Linked DNA regions of Zea mays: region 1 is linked to region 2. The links are chromatin contacts, called in public Hi-C maps. All regions are on one chromosome and are shown on one strand. Each heading gives the region's core, a stretch centred on a gene start, on an enhancer-like site or on the middle of the called end of the contact. The rest is flanking DNA. Distances are from core to core; before and after follow the strand shown.

Evidence for each region. A called contact is a pair of places that touch in the nucleus more often than the background predicts.
Region 1: a contact with region 2 is called in a Hi-C map of ear, with 8 times the contacts expected there. The contact joins the promoter of LOC100501781 here to the promoter of LOC542050 in region 2. A contact is called at or near these places in 13 of 25 Hi-C or Micro-C datasets (bundle sheath, ear, endosperm and 4 more) and 1 of 3 datasets of contacts at active chromatin or transcription factors (leaf).

The regions. Positions count from the first base shown.
Region 1 is chr5:60,560,129-60,566,459 of Zm-B73-REFERENCE-NAM-5.0, forward strand. LOC100501781 (Glycosyltransferase family 61 protein) reads right to left here and starts at 2,332. Exons shown (of 2, transcript NM_001196440.1): 1 at 2,070-2,332; 2 at 438-1,993. The coding sequence starts at 2,208. The coding sequence ends at 666.
Region 2 is chr5:60,415,202-60,421,679 of Zm-B73-REFERENCE-NAM-5.0, forward strand. It overlaps LOC542050, which reads right to left and starts at 2,475. Exons shown (of 4, transcript NM_001111689.1): 1 at 2,261-2,475; 2 at 2,112-2,190; 3 at 817-945; 4 at 419-662. The coding sequence starts at 2,418. The coding sequence ends at 540. It also overlaps a transcript of LOC112136098 not described here.

The sequences.
Region 1 (6,331 bases), core at 1,082-3,581, 140 kb after region 2:
GACGTCACATTGAGTTACCTCGGCGCCAATGATGATGTCGCCGAGGTTAGGATCCATTTTTTAAAATGAAACTGTAAATGGCATAGTTGTGAAAAAACTCAAAAAAGGCTAAAATGCAAAAAAAAAATGGGTTGGCGGCCCGATCGTCCATTTCCAGCCCAGTTAATCTCTTCTTCGCCGACGGCCCGGACCTCGAGCTTCGTTCGTCGGTGCACCGAACCTTGGCGAGCGCACGACCTACTTGAATCGTGCGTCACATGGGTGCATCACATGATTCGTATTTGTTGGCAACCACCACAAATCACAGGGCGCACGCTTGCCTGCCGGCATTGCCAACATGTCATCACCACCACAAATCACAGAGGCGCAAGCAGAGTATGGTGCGCCGAGGATTGAAGAGAGAAGAGAGGGCAAAAAGATAAAGAAAAAGATAGAGAGGGTAAAAAGATAATGTATATCATCGAAGAAAAATAAAAAAAAGGTAAACAAAAAAGCAAACTGGATCACTGTATGTATGTGTGGGAGTATCATGTCTGTGTATCGTCACATGTCATCTACCTCAATCGCATACTGGAGTGGAGATTGTACATTGGTGGTCATCGGATCAGGGCATCAGGCTGGCCGGCCGGCGGTGGGGCGAGGCCCGATCAACGTGAGTTAATAGGTCAGCGGAGCAGCTGGATGGCCTTGAGGAGGACGGGCCTGAAGCGGCGGACGTCGAGCCTGACGTCCTGCTTGCCGAGGTAGACGTCCTTGACGAGCGTCCAGCTCTGCTCGTGGATGGGCATGGGGTCCATCAGCACGGGGTGCGCCCTCGGGTACACCTCCGACAGCGTGCTCTCCTCCGCCGTGATGTTGTACTGGAGGTAGCGCATGTTCATGTCCCGCGGCGGCACCCCGTACTCGTCCATGGCCAGGCCCTCCATCCGCCCCAGCGGCACCACCTGCACCACCACCGCGTTCATGGGCAGGAACACCAGGTTGGTGAGCCCGGACCCGTGCACCGCCACCATCGCGTCGAACGAGTTCACCAGCTTGGACGCGTCCGCCATGCGCGAGTGCCCTTCGTCCCCGGCGCCGCTCTTGCTCTTGGACGCCGTCCCCGACATCAGGTCCGACGCCGTCACGTCGAAGCCGACTTCCTCCGCCAGCGCCACGATCTCCGGGAGGTTGACGAACCGCCGCCGCGAGCGCCGGGCCACGACCAGCAGCCGGGGCCTCGTCCTCGCCCGCCCGGGCCCGGGCCCGGCCTCCTCCTCGTCCGTCCGGATGGCGTGCTCCCGCGGCAGCGCGTATCGCCACATGAGGAAGCGCTTGAAGTCGACCATGGACAGGTTCCGCGGCGCGCGGCGCGGGTCGATGCTGAGGTCCTTGTGGCTGCGCAGCCCCAGCGTGGCGGCGCGGAAGCAGCGCACCTCCCCCTCCGCGTCGGCGCCCAGGTCCACCGCCTCGTAGTTGGTCAGCCCGTCCACGATCTCCCTGTACTTGCCGAACCACCACGCCTGCTTCTGCGCCACCAGCAGCTGCACCTCGCCGCCCAGGTGGCGCGCCGTCACGAACAGCGGGATGATGTTGTCGTTGAAGTCGTGGTAGTAGTTGCCGCAGTAGCCGCCGTTGGAGTACACCACGGCGGGAACGTCGTGCCGCACCGTGCACGGCGGCGCGGCGCCGGCGGGCACCACGCGCACCGTCAGCGTCGAGATGCCCCGCATCACGCGCGCCTCGCCCTTGCGCGTGTACGGCTGGACCGTCCAGCTCGTCGTCCCCGGCGCCAGCCCCGTCACGTTCGCCGCCAGGCCGTCGGCGCGGGCGGGCGCCAGCACGAACACCTCCGACGTGCTGCCGCGCACGCGGATGGCGCCTTCCAGCTCGCACACGTCCGACCTCGGGTCCGCGAAGTCGCACCGCACGCGCGGCTCCGGGACGGTCTCCTCCTCCACCAGCTTGAACCCTCTCCTGCCGTCCAGCAGCAGCGACGGGAACCCGGGCTTGCCTGGAGAACACCAAGCGTGGTTGTCAGCTCGGCGAGGCTGAGAAATGCAGACGGCAATGCAGTGCCGATGCCGTACCTTTGGTCACCATGACCATGTAGCGGTCGATGGCGGGGGAGTAGATGACCAGGAACTGGATGGCGCCGATGAGGAGCAGCAGCGGTAGGCTGCAGAAGGCGGGCCTGCTCTTCTTGCTCCTCGGCGCCGGCGGCTTCATCTCCGACTCTTCTTCTGCTTCTTCTTCTTCTGCTGCTGCTGCTGCTCCACCACCAGGACTGGCAGCTTTTCAACCATGCATACAAACCAAACCGCAGCGCCACTACGATGTGCCTGACGCCCTGACCTGATCACCAGACCCTGACGACGGCGGCGGCGGCAGCGGTGGCGGCACACATGGCCGACGGAACACTACCTTTTGAAGCAGGGGGGGGGGGGGGGGGGGGGGGGGAGGCCGGCCGATCGACCGGCCGGAGAAGCAGTACGGTGCGATTAATTATGAGTAGACGAGCAGGGCGTAATTAAACAAATGCATTGTTAATCGCGGGGCACAGCGAGGCAGGCAGGCAGGGCGGTCGCGCAGTAGTGGCCGTGGAGAAGACTCCACGATTCGAAAGGCGACGAGCATATAATAGTATTTCCGATTAATCGCAAAGCAAACAAATCCCGCCCCCCGCTCGTCGGTTGAAACCAACCGGTCGGGGCCAGCTGGGATGCGCGCGTTCATGGAAACCACGTTTCCTCGCCGCTTTCCTCCCCCTTCCCCTTCCCCTTCCCTTTCGTGGTGACCAGAGAGACGGTCACGGGAACGAACTGACTGGCCGACGTCGCGTCGCCTCTCCACCGCCGGCCCGTCGTCGCCTCCCCTTGTCTACAGAATCGAACTCGCGAGAACCCGCTGGAACGGCGGCGGGCCGGTGAACCTGTCGGCGACCTCCACGGCTCCACCTCCCTGAGATTCTCGTTGCCACCCCGCCGTTCGTGGTGACCGTGATCGCGCTGGAGTAGGACGCGTGCGTGCGTGCGGACGCGGGCCGCCGGCAAGTCTGCCACATTTGCATTGCAGGCAGGGGGATCGTGAGGTCAACCGCGCGCCATGTGGGAGTGCGGACGGCCGACGATCGCCTTTCGCATGGCGTCTCGGAAACCGTGTGAATACAGAATTAATCAGAGAGCAGAGGCCACAGGTGAGGGCGGGCAGATCGGCGTTTGCGAGCCGCGACAGCAGGTGGGTGACGACTGACGAGACGATGCCCACCGCCGATACCGTGATACGTGCTCCTCTCCTCAGATCTACCGGTCTGGCATTTCCTGTGGAGGCTGCTCCGGCCTCCGGCACGAGGAATTGTCCGGTAGCCATGGATCACATGGGTGGGGGGTGACAAAGGGAAAGGGAAGGAATCACATGACCAAAGGCAGCAGCAGAACAACAACAGAATGGCAGGGGGAGATGAGTAGATTAACCTAACCACGCTGCAAGCCTGCAACTGTGTCCTTTGCTGCCTGTCAGTGCCCAGTGCCCGGCCATGACAGCACATCAGTTGTAAACAACACTGCGTCCAGCTCGCGGCCTGCGCGCGCGTCGGCGCGGCTAGATCGTTTACAATGGCGCGCGAGTTTGACTAGCATAGAGTATTGTCTCGCCGTTTGCTTGCCACGACTCTGCATTTGCGTCGATCGATGCAGCGTTCTGACCTTCTGCAAACAACGCAAAAAAGAAGAAGAAGGAGAGAGAGTAGGGATCTGGGGATGAGGAGTGCTGGTCATGTCCTGCAAGTAGAAAGACTGTTATCCACTAGTACAATTCTACTCTGAGCCGGGTAAGGTCTTGTCCGTTTGTGCCGGATTGGTGGGTCGGAACGATTCCGAGCCGTATTGCTTCTATAATTTATATAAACTTAGATTAGCTGGAACAAATCCGGTTATAATCCGACGTAAACGAACAAGGCCTAACTCGAGCATACATTACATTAGGAGGACTCCGAAACTGTGTCCTTTTCCTTTGCTGCCGGGCCCGGCTACGACAGCACAGCAGCTGTAAACAACAACCACAGCAGCAGCAGCAGATTACAGATCGAGAGCTTACAAAAGCTGACGAAACTACTAGCTCGCGGGAGCTGAAAGGCACGGCCGAGCCGACACGGATGTGACGTCGCGCGCAAGAACACAAACTGGGTTAGGGTTAAGATAACAAAGAGTGATGGTAACCACTTGTCTGCTCTTGAAACTGTTTAGACCTTGTTCGTTTACGTCGGATTGCACCCGGAATCGTTCCAGCTAATCAAAGTTTATATAAATTAGAGAAGCAATTCGATTCGGAATCGTTCCGACCCACCAATCCGATACAAACGAACGAGGCCTTAAGAACCTCCTTACTTGCTACGGGAAAAAATAGGTCGATGCCACTCATTAACTTGACTATCTAGAAAATACTCCTCGGTAGAAACAGGGGCGGATCTGCGTCCGGGGCTGCCTGGGCTGCAGCCCCGGTCGCGGCCCAGGAACTCAAGCGAATAGGTCCATACCGTCTAAAAAAATAGGTCACGTCCGCTCCTCAGTTAGGCCAATACCGTCTCAAAAATATAGGTCACGTCCACTCCTCAGTCCCTTCAGTCGCGTCCAGCCGCCGCTCGGCCTCTCGGCGACTCCACGACTGCGAGTACCGGCGTCCGGCGCGACGAGCCAACGACGCTCCATCACCGTCGTGGGAGCTGCAGTCCACCTCTCTGTCTCAGGGCGTGGCACGGCGGCACTGGCAGCACGCCGCTCGGCCTTCCGGCTCCCGCAGGCTCGCCCTCCCGTCCAGACGTCCAATCAATAGCTCACCCTCGCCGGCTCCTGCTTTTACTACTTTGACTGCTTTGACCGGCGACCGGCGAGGAGGTACGAAGCCTGAGCGACTTCACGGCTTGGCGCTGCTGGCTGCTGATTTTCTAAAGCAGTGAAGCAGTGACAATGAGTGAAGGTGAAGAGACGTGTGCTATTGTGCTAGTGTTACTGCCTTTGGTGTTGGTGTAGTGTAGTACTCTGTTACATGCTCTTGTTTGCTTTGATTTCAAGTTTTGAACCGTGTGCAGTCTGCAGTGTGCTAGGTGTTGGTAGTTTGATTTGATTATTTATTTGGTAGTAGTCCCATGTTTGCTAGTTTAGTAGATTATTTGATAAAATTAAATTTTATGTTTATAAGAATAAGATGGACAAATTTCTGAGAGAGCCTTATTTGCTATGAACATTTTTAAAGATTAAGAACTCGAAAGATAGATTTATCTCGCAGCATCAACTCATGAACGGTGTGTACTGATTATTGTATTTCTATAATTTGTATCGACTTATTTTTAGGCTACATATTTCATGAATGTTTAAATTATATCTTGCTTTTTGTGTTATATTAAACATCAATTATATTTTTTATTTGGTTTAAAAAAATTTATAGCCTTAGCTTAGTAGCCCCTCTCTTGGATCAATCTTGGATCCGCCACTGGGTAGAAAGATATCTAGAAAACTCCTCTAGGTGATGCAATTATTCTCACGTTATAGCATCTTGTATGGTTGGTTATGTGTTTCTTTTTGTTTTTAATCTGAAATTAACTTAAAAATGGTACGGAAGGAAGGAAGACAGGGGATACGAGTTTTCTACATAACAAAATCTAACTTCTTTAACAAAACCATGGCCAAAACTATTTCCCACGATCACGCCAAACAAGTCAGTCTCCTGGGAACTTCACTATTTTTTTTGGTATTGACCGGTTTTTTAAATCATAATTTCATATTACGAATATTTGTCATTTTTAAGTTAATTTCATATCAGAAATAAAATGAAACGAGCCTAAATAGACAAGGTGTTATGATGCGAAGAGGATTGCATTAGCGAGGAGTGTTTCCTAGATATCTTACTAGCGAGCGAGGGACATTTTCTAGATGGTCAAGTTAAGGAGTGGCTATGAACGAATTTTCCACCTTGCTACCAAGTGTAGTTCAAAGGCTTCTTAACTGAATAGTGATAGAACACAGGAAGAAAAGAGTATATAGAGGAACTGATTCTTTATTACTGTATAGTGCTACTGTCCAAAGGGTGCAAGATATTGAGACCTATTGTCTATTTATAGACAAACTAGGGTCTGAGGCATATGGGACACATGGCAAGGGTTTCTTAATTCTCTTGATCCAATGTCGCGAGATGCATATGTCCTAAAACTCCATAAAAATATAGTGGAAAAAATTGGAGAAAGAGTATATAGCTCACGCTTGTCGTGTCGCACGAATTATTTCATAAAAAACCTTACTGAGAAACTTTCACGAAACCTCACACAACGGAAAAAGAGTACAATGTTGTCGGGGACCAT
Region 2 (6,478 bases), core at 1,225-3,724:
AAGCATCCAGCTTCCATTTTCTCGTGTACTGGTAAACAAGCATTGACCTAAGGAGGTGATGCTGACTCCAACAGAGATCTCAGAAGTGCTTATGAGGAATGACGACACCGGGCCTTATTCGGTTCCTCAAGGGAAAGAAGGGTGATGCCAAGGATAGCGAAGGTGATGACTACAAAATTGCCCCAGTTGATCAAAATCTCAATGATGCAGGCCAATAATGGTGCAAAGTAGTGTGCATATCAAATATTAGTACCATATCACAAGAGCCAGAATAATCTGCTAAAAATGTATTGGTCCCATATTAATGACAGGTCTTTTTTGGAAATGCAGGGTACTCTAGTATCGTGATCCTTTGTTTCCTTCATAAAACCATATATCACACTATAAAATACATCTAGGCCCCCATGTATTCAGATGAGTATATGCAGCAACTAAAATGTCATTTTATATAAATAATCAATATTGTCAAAACCTACAGACATTCAGACAACAGGCTACAACAGGATGTTTTGCATACCAACACTGCTTCTCACAACAGATCAATCTTCAGAATTAGTATCAATCACATTTTCTCCTTGTACCACATTTTCCTCTCGTAGATCATACTCAACAACTAGACCAAGATTATCAACAAACTTGTGGTACACCTGGCACCCTGCACACTGTGTTATGCAGTGTATGTTAGAAAATATATTTACAGCATGTGTAAGAAAACGTCAATCATAAGAATCGTCTCATACAGCGATCCAAAATGATCATAGCATTAGGTTTGGAAATTACATTTGCACATAAATTAAGGCATGGAACAAAGTTTACCTGAAGAAAAATTGTCCCTCTTTCATAGGCTACTCTATTTATCAAGCGCTTGGTCCTTTCACCACATGCATTGCATGTAAATTGAACAAGCAAACTTCTTCTAGGAAGCTTTATATCAATAGTGGCTTCCTGAAACATCACACAAACAAAAAAATACATTCAGTACACTCTGCCTACAAACTAGTCTGTTGGTTGCCGCTTCACTTCAATCTATCAACAAATTGAGCATTTATTATTTATTTCTGAACCTAGTTTGATCCTCAATCAGCAAGCAACTTATTACATTGTCTTTCATGCAATAAACTACTGGATCAAACATAAAATGCAAGACCTTATCATTGTTTATTTTCCATGTTTTCACATATTTATGCTATTAACCTACCAAATTTACACTTTACAAACTGTGTTGTCTTTTGAATGCCTTAATCTGCAAGACACCCAAGCAATGGAAGACCTACAAGAAATGTACACTAAGTACAAACTCAGAAAAGAATTAGCAATTCCAAATGAACAACATTCGGATTGCATTCATATAGTTTACTAAAGCCAATCAGACAATGGACAAAGAAGATAGGATACTAGAAAAACACAATTATTCTGAGAATATTTATACTACTCTATTAAAAACCTAATGTGGACATCTGGTACTACCACGGCTTCACCCTCCGCGCTGACACTCTGGGCCCGCTCCACGCGCCCTGCCTTGGCGCCATGCCCTGTGGGCCCCACGCGCAGCGCTTTCTCAGCTACTGCCCTGTGGACCGCAGCGCCTGTCCAGTACTCGACCCCGCCCGCGCAGCTACCACCAGACCATACGTAACTTAGTGTTTAGAAATAAACAATAATTATATAAAAAATAGTGCAAAGCGAGCACTCGAACACACGCTCGCCTCCTGCTACAGAAATTTAGGGCTAACCAATAAACCACACGTACCTTAGAGTTTAGAAATACACAATAATTATATTTGAATAAATATCTCAATACATATTTATATGATATATAAAAACCGTAGCAAAACACGGGTAGAATCATTAAAGTTGATATAGAATAGCTAGCAACCTACATCAGCATATCAGATTGAATCTTGTCAGGTTATCCAATTTCAATAAACAGTGGTCCAAAAACCAAGCAATTTACTGTCTCCTCCATTGCTGGTGGCTACCTAACCCAATCCATTCCCTAAATCGCCTCCAGTAAATAATTCCAAGGAACATGGACCATCCATAACCCAAACCATTCACCCCTGATGATCTGGAAACATCATAGAGAGGAAGGAGAGAGAGCGCTAACTAACCGTTGGCGACGGCACCGCGTCCGAATTGGCCTTGCCAGAGGAGGAAGCGAGCCTCCTTGGACCGCACGAAACTCTCAACCTGCGCGAAGAGAAACGGGCTTACACACCCGCGAGCCGAGCCGTGAAGAAGGGGCTAGAACGGAGCGCACCGCGGTGCCGGCGCCCTGAGCTTCGGGGAGGAGGCCACAAGGGCCACGCGAGGAGGAGAAGGCTCCCGGCGCAGGCGGGTCGAGAGGATCCCAGGCAACAACGGAAAGGGCGGTAGCCCCGCCAAGCAACAGCCGTACCCCGCGGCCGTCGTCGCCATAGCCGCCGACTCCTACTTGGACCGAGGAGGCGAGGATAAAGGAAGAGCGAGATCTCACCAGTCACCTCGGTGGACAAGGCACGCAGCAGCCACGGCACACGAGGGCGCACGCCGGCGTGCCGGCGAAGCGCGAACACCGCCGGCGAGCGGCTGGTCGCAGGGGATGTCACTCAGGGCGGAGGCGGAGGGCGGTCGCCGGAGCAGGCGAGCAGCGTGGGCCGGCTTTGGTTCCGCCTGTGTCCATATTGACTTGGCTGGCCCGTTAAGCAATTTAGATGACCTATCCAGCCCATTCCTGTGTTTACCCCTGTCAGCCTTTGGGTTGTGGGCTTGTTGCCTTTTTATCACTGTCCCGAAACTGGGCTAAGTTAAAACCCGAAACTGGGCTATTCCCAAACAGGGGTGGTCGAAACAACAATGCCATGGCAGTGGCACACCGTTTAGCAGCCACGAAAGGGGTGATTTTGCGTGTAGACATCCGGTTTCCTACCCCTGGCAAAGCACACAAGAAAACTTTGTGTTATCATCAGAAGATTCGTGTCGTTAGCTCATTTCGTTTAGTACTCCCTCCGTTCACAATAAATGGTGAATCGTTCTGTTTTTTTTTAAGTTTTTACTATGTATCATATCGAAAGTTAAATATCTAAAAAAGAGTCAAAAAACTTAAAATTTAAAACGGAGCAAGTATATGGCATGAAGAAACAGGAAGAAAATAGTACCTTGGGCATTCATAAATTTGAATCCGGAAGCCGAATTGCGAGATGAAGCACTTGTGCTTTCAATGTATCCATGTGGCTGTTTTCTGGCCTCTAGAACTAGAAGCTTAGCAGAATGGTAGTCACCAAAAATCATTGCAAGAACATGCTCCGTCTCGGAAATGGTGGAACCTACTCCGATCTCTAACGATGATTTCCCGGTTCCAAAGCTGAGAGACTAACTTGATTGCAGAGTGACAATCCTCACAGACTCTCAGGTTCTTCACGATATGGATCGGTAAGCTCGGTGGAAGACTGATGAGACCAAAAGCAATGGCTATCTTCTCACTGTGTGCTAAAAGTGCCTGTTCTTTCTCTTCCTCGTCAACGTCAACTGCTATCCTTGACGTGACTGGAGAATAACCCACAGACTTCAGCCTGCATGCGATCTCCTCCATCATCGCCATGATCTCTAACGTCCAAGGATGCGATTGGTCATTGGCGACGAACTTGTGAACCTGCCCAGCCACAGTGATCGAGCTGTAACCTGCCGTCTTCTTAACTCCCCGTTCTTCCATCAACATCCTTACTCTTTTTGCATCTGCCCACTGTCTAGAGTCTATGTATATGTTGTACAACTGGACATAGACGGCATCCTCCTCAGGGGCTAACTTGAGAAGATGCTCCGCGGCATGTCGGGCTAGGTCAATGTTTTTGTGGACTCTGCAGGCACTCAAGATGGATCCCCATATGACGGCATTTGGTTGCATTGGCATGGTCTGAACAAGATGCATAGCTTCATCCAGAAGCCCGCTGCGAGCGAGCAAATCTATCATGCAGCCATAATGCTCAACCTGAGGGTGTAATTTATGCAACGATCTCATCTCGTTGAAGTGCAGCCGACCTTCGTCGAGCAGACTTGAGTGGCTGCACGCAGTCAGAACAGCAATGTAGGTAACTGACGTGGGCTGAAAACCATCACGCTTCATCTGGCAGAAAGACTCCAGAGCATCCTTACCCATCCCATTGAACGCAAGACCTGCGATCATGGCAGTCCAAGTGTGGACATCTCTTTCGCCCATGCGATGGAACACAGCGGTTGCCTCATCCACCCTCCCACATTTCATGTACATGTCCAAAAGTGCAGTCCCAAGGTAAACATCTTCCTCTACTATCCTCTGTTCGATTGAAGCGTGCAAAGCCCTGCCATGTGGCAGTGCACCTAAGCTCGCACAAGCAGTGAGAAGGCTCACCACGGTAAAATTGTCAGCACGCATGCCGTGTCTCCTCATCTGCATGAACAACTGTAATGCGTCTCTAAGCCGGCCACTGTGGATGTATCCAGTGATCATCGAGTTGAATGTGATGACGTCGCGGGCACCCATTTGATCAAACAGAGACCTTGCGACATCAACATGGCCAAGCTTGCAGTACCCGTCAATGATAGCATTCCATGGCTCAGGCTTTTGGCCCCTTCCCACAGCATCAAAGACCGCCTGTGCTTGGGCAATGTCGCCACATTTGGCATACATGTCGATGAGCGCAACGACAAGATTGTCAGTCATCCGGATCCTCTTCTGCCCAACCAGCAAGTGCAGCAAGCGACCAAGATCCAAATTCTTGAGCTTCGAACATGCCGAGAGCGCGCCAATCACCGCAACTTCATCCGGCGCGACACCATCTGAAAGCATGCAGTTGAAGCAATAGACGGCATCAGCAGGCCGACCAGCACGCGAGTACCCGGCAATCAAACTAGTCCATGAGACCACGTTCCTCTCCGGTGCCTGCACGAGGAGCCTCCGCGCTTCATCGAGCAGCCCCCACCTGACCAGCCCGCCGATCACCGTGGCCCACACAACCGCGTCCTTTGCGGGTATCTCGTCGAACGCCCGGCGGGCGTCGTCCGTGAGCCCCATCGAGGCGTACATGTGGATGAGGGGGTTCGCTACGAGCGGCGCGGCGGAGGGGAGCATTGTCCGGAGGCACGCGGCGTGCAGCATCAGGCAGAGCCCGGCGCGCGCGCGGGCGCCGGCCGCGCAGCACCTGAAGACGAAGTGGAAGGTGAAGGCGCCCGTGCGGACGCCCCCGCTGCGCATGCGGCGGAGGAGGAGGACGGGATGGTCTGCGCCGGCGGAGGCCTGGAGGCAGGCGCGGAGGGCGGTGTCGAAGAGGAAAGTGGTGGAGTGCGGCAATCGGTCGAACAGGCTGAGCACGTAGCGCAGGTGGCGCGGGGCCGAGATGGTGTTGGTGAGCGAGCTGAGGAGGTGCTCGGCGGAAGGACGGTGAGCAATGCGGCCGGACGTGGTAAGGAGGGCGTGGAGCTGGGACGCTTGCCGCACGGAGCGAGGGGTTGGCCATGGAGACGCCGGCATGGCACGGCCGCCTGCAGCCGCAGCGGAGGACAGGACAGCGCGTGTGCGGTGCCGGTGTCACGGTCACGGGGATCCAAGTTTGAGACAGTATAGGAAATAAGAAATGGTTTTAAATTAATTTAAAAAACAGCAGTAGTTTCATCAAAAATACATTTAGAAAACAGCACTCTATCAATATTTTTCATTCTTTTGTTTATTGCCTCACAATCAAATAGGTTAGATTGTCCCTATCATTGCATAACCTTATTTTTTATTATGTTCATAAGAACAACAGGAATACATACAAATATATGAGCTATATTTTTATATTGTTAAACATAGTGTTAAACAAACAAATAAACATAGATATTCTATAAAGGAAGAAATCTATATTTAACTATTGAACTTTTAAACTATATTTTGAGATGGAGGGAGTAGTATTTAAAAGAACATACATTTTTTGAATAAGACAAGTGATTGAAGTTTTTTAAGAAAAACAACCACGTCAAATAAAAAACAAAAAACGGACAAAGTACAATCAAAGACTTTTTAGTGAACAAAGTATGCATAATTTTAATAGTTCGATGTCGAAGATATCCAGGTTTAAAGTTCAATAGATAAATCTAGACTTCTTTCATAAAAGTATGTGTGTTTAACACTATAAAAATAGAGCTCAAATATTTTTATATATTTATGTTTTCTTACAGTCATAAGAGTTAAAAAGGGGCATTTGTGATTATACTCCTCTATTATTGCAATTATGATTTTAACCCTCGTTTTCCAACTTTGTGATTTACCTCTTTGTTTTGAAAACAAAGTGTTGTCATGCCCTTGCAATATTACGTGTAGTTAATGGTGTTAAATTTGGTGCGAAAAGACCAAAATGTCCATGCAATTTACTGTGGTTGTACTCCTCACTAGGTGAACGCCCATGCGTTGCTACGGAGTGAACATATTATGATAAGATATATTGAATTCAAAAATACTAATTGTCATTTTATGTTCTTGTTAGCA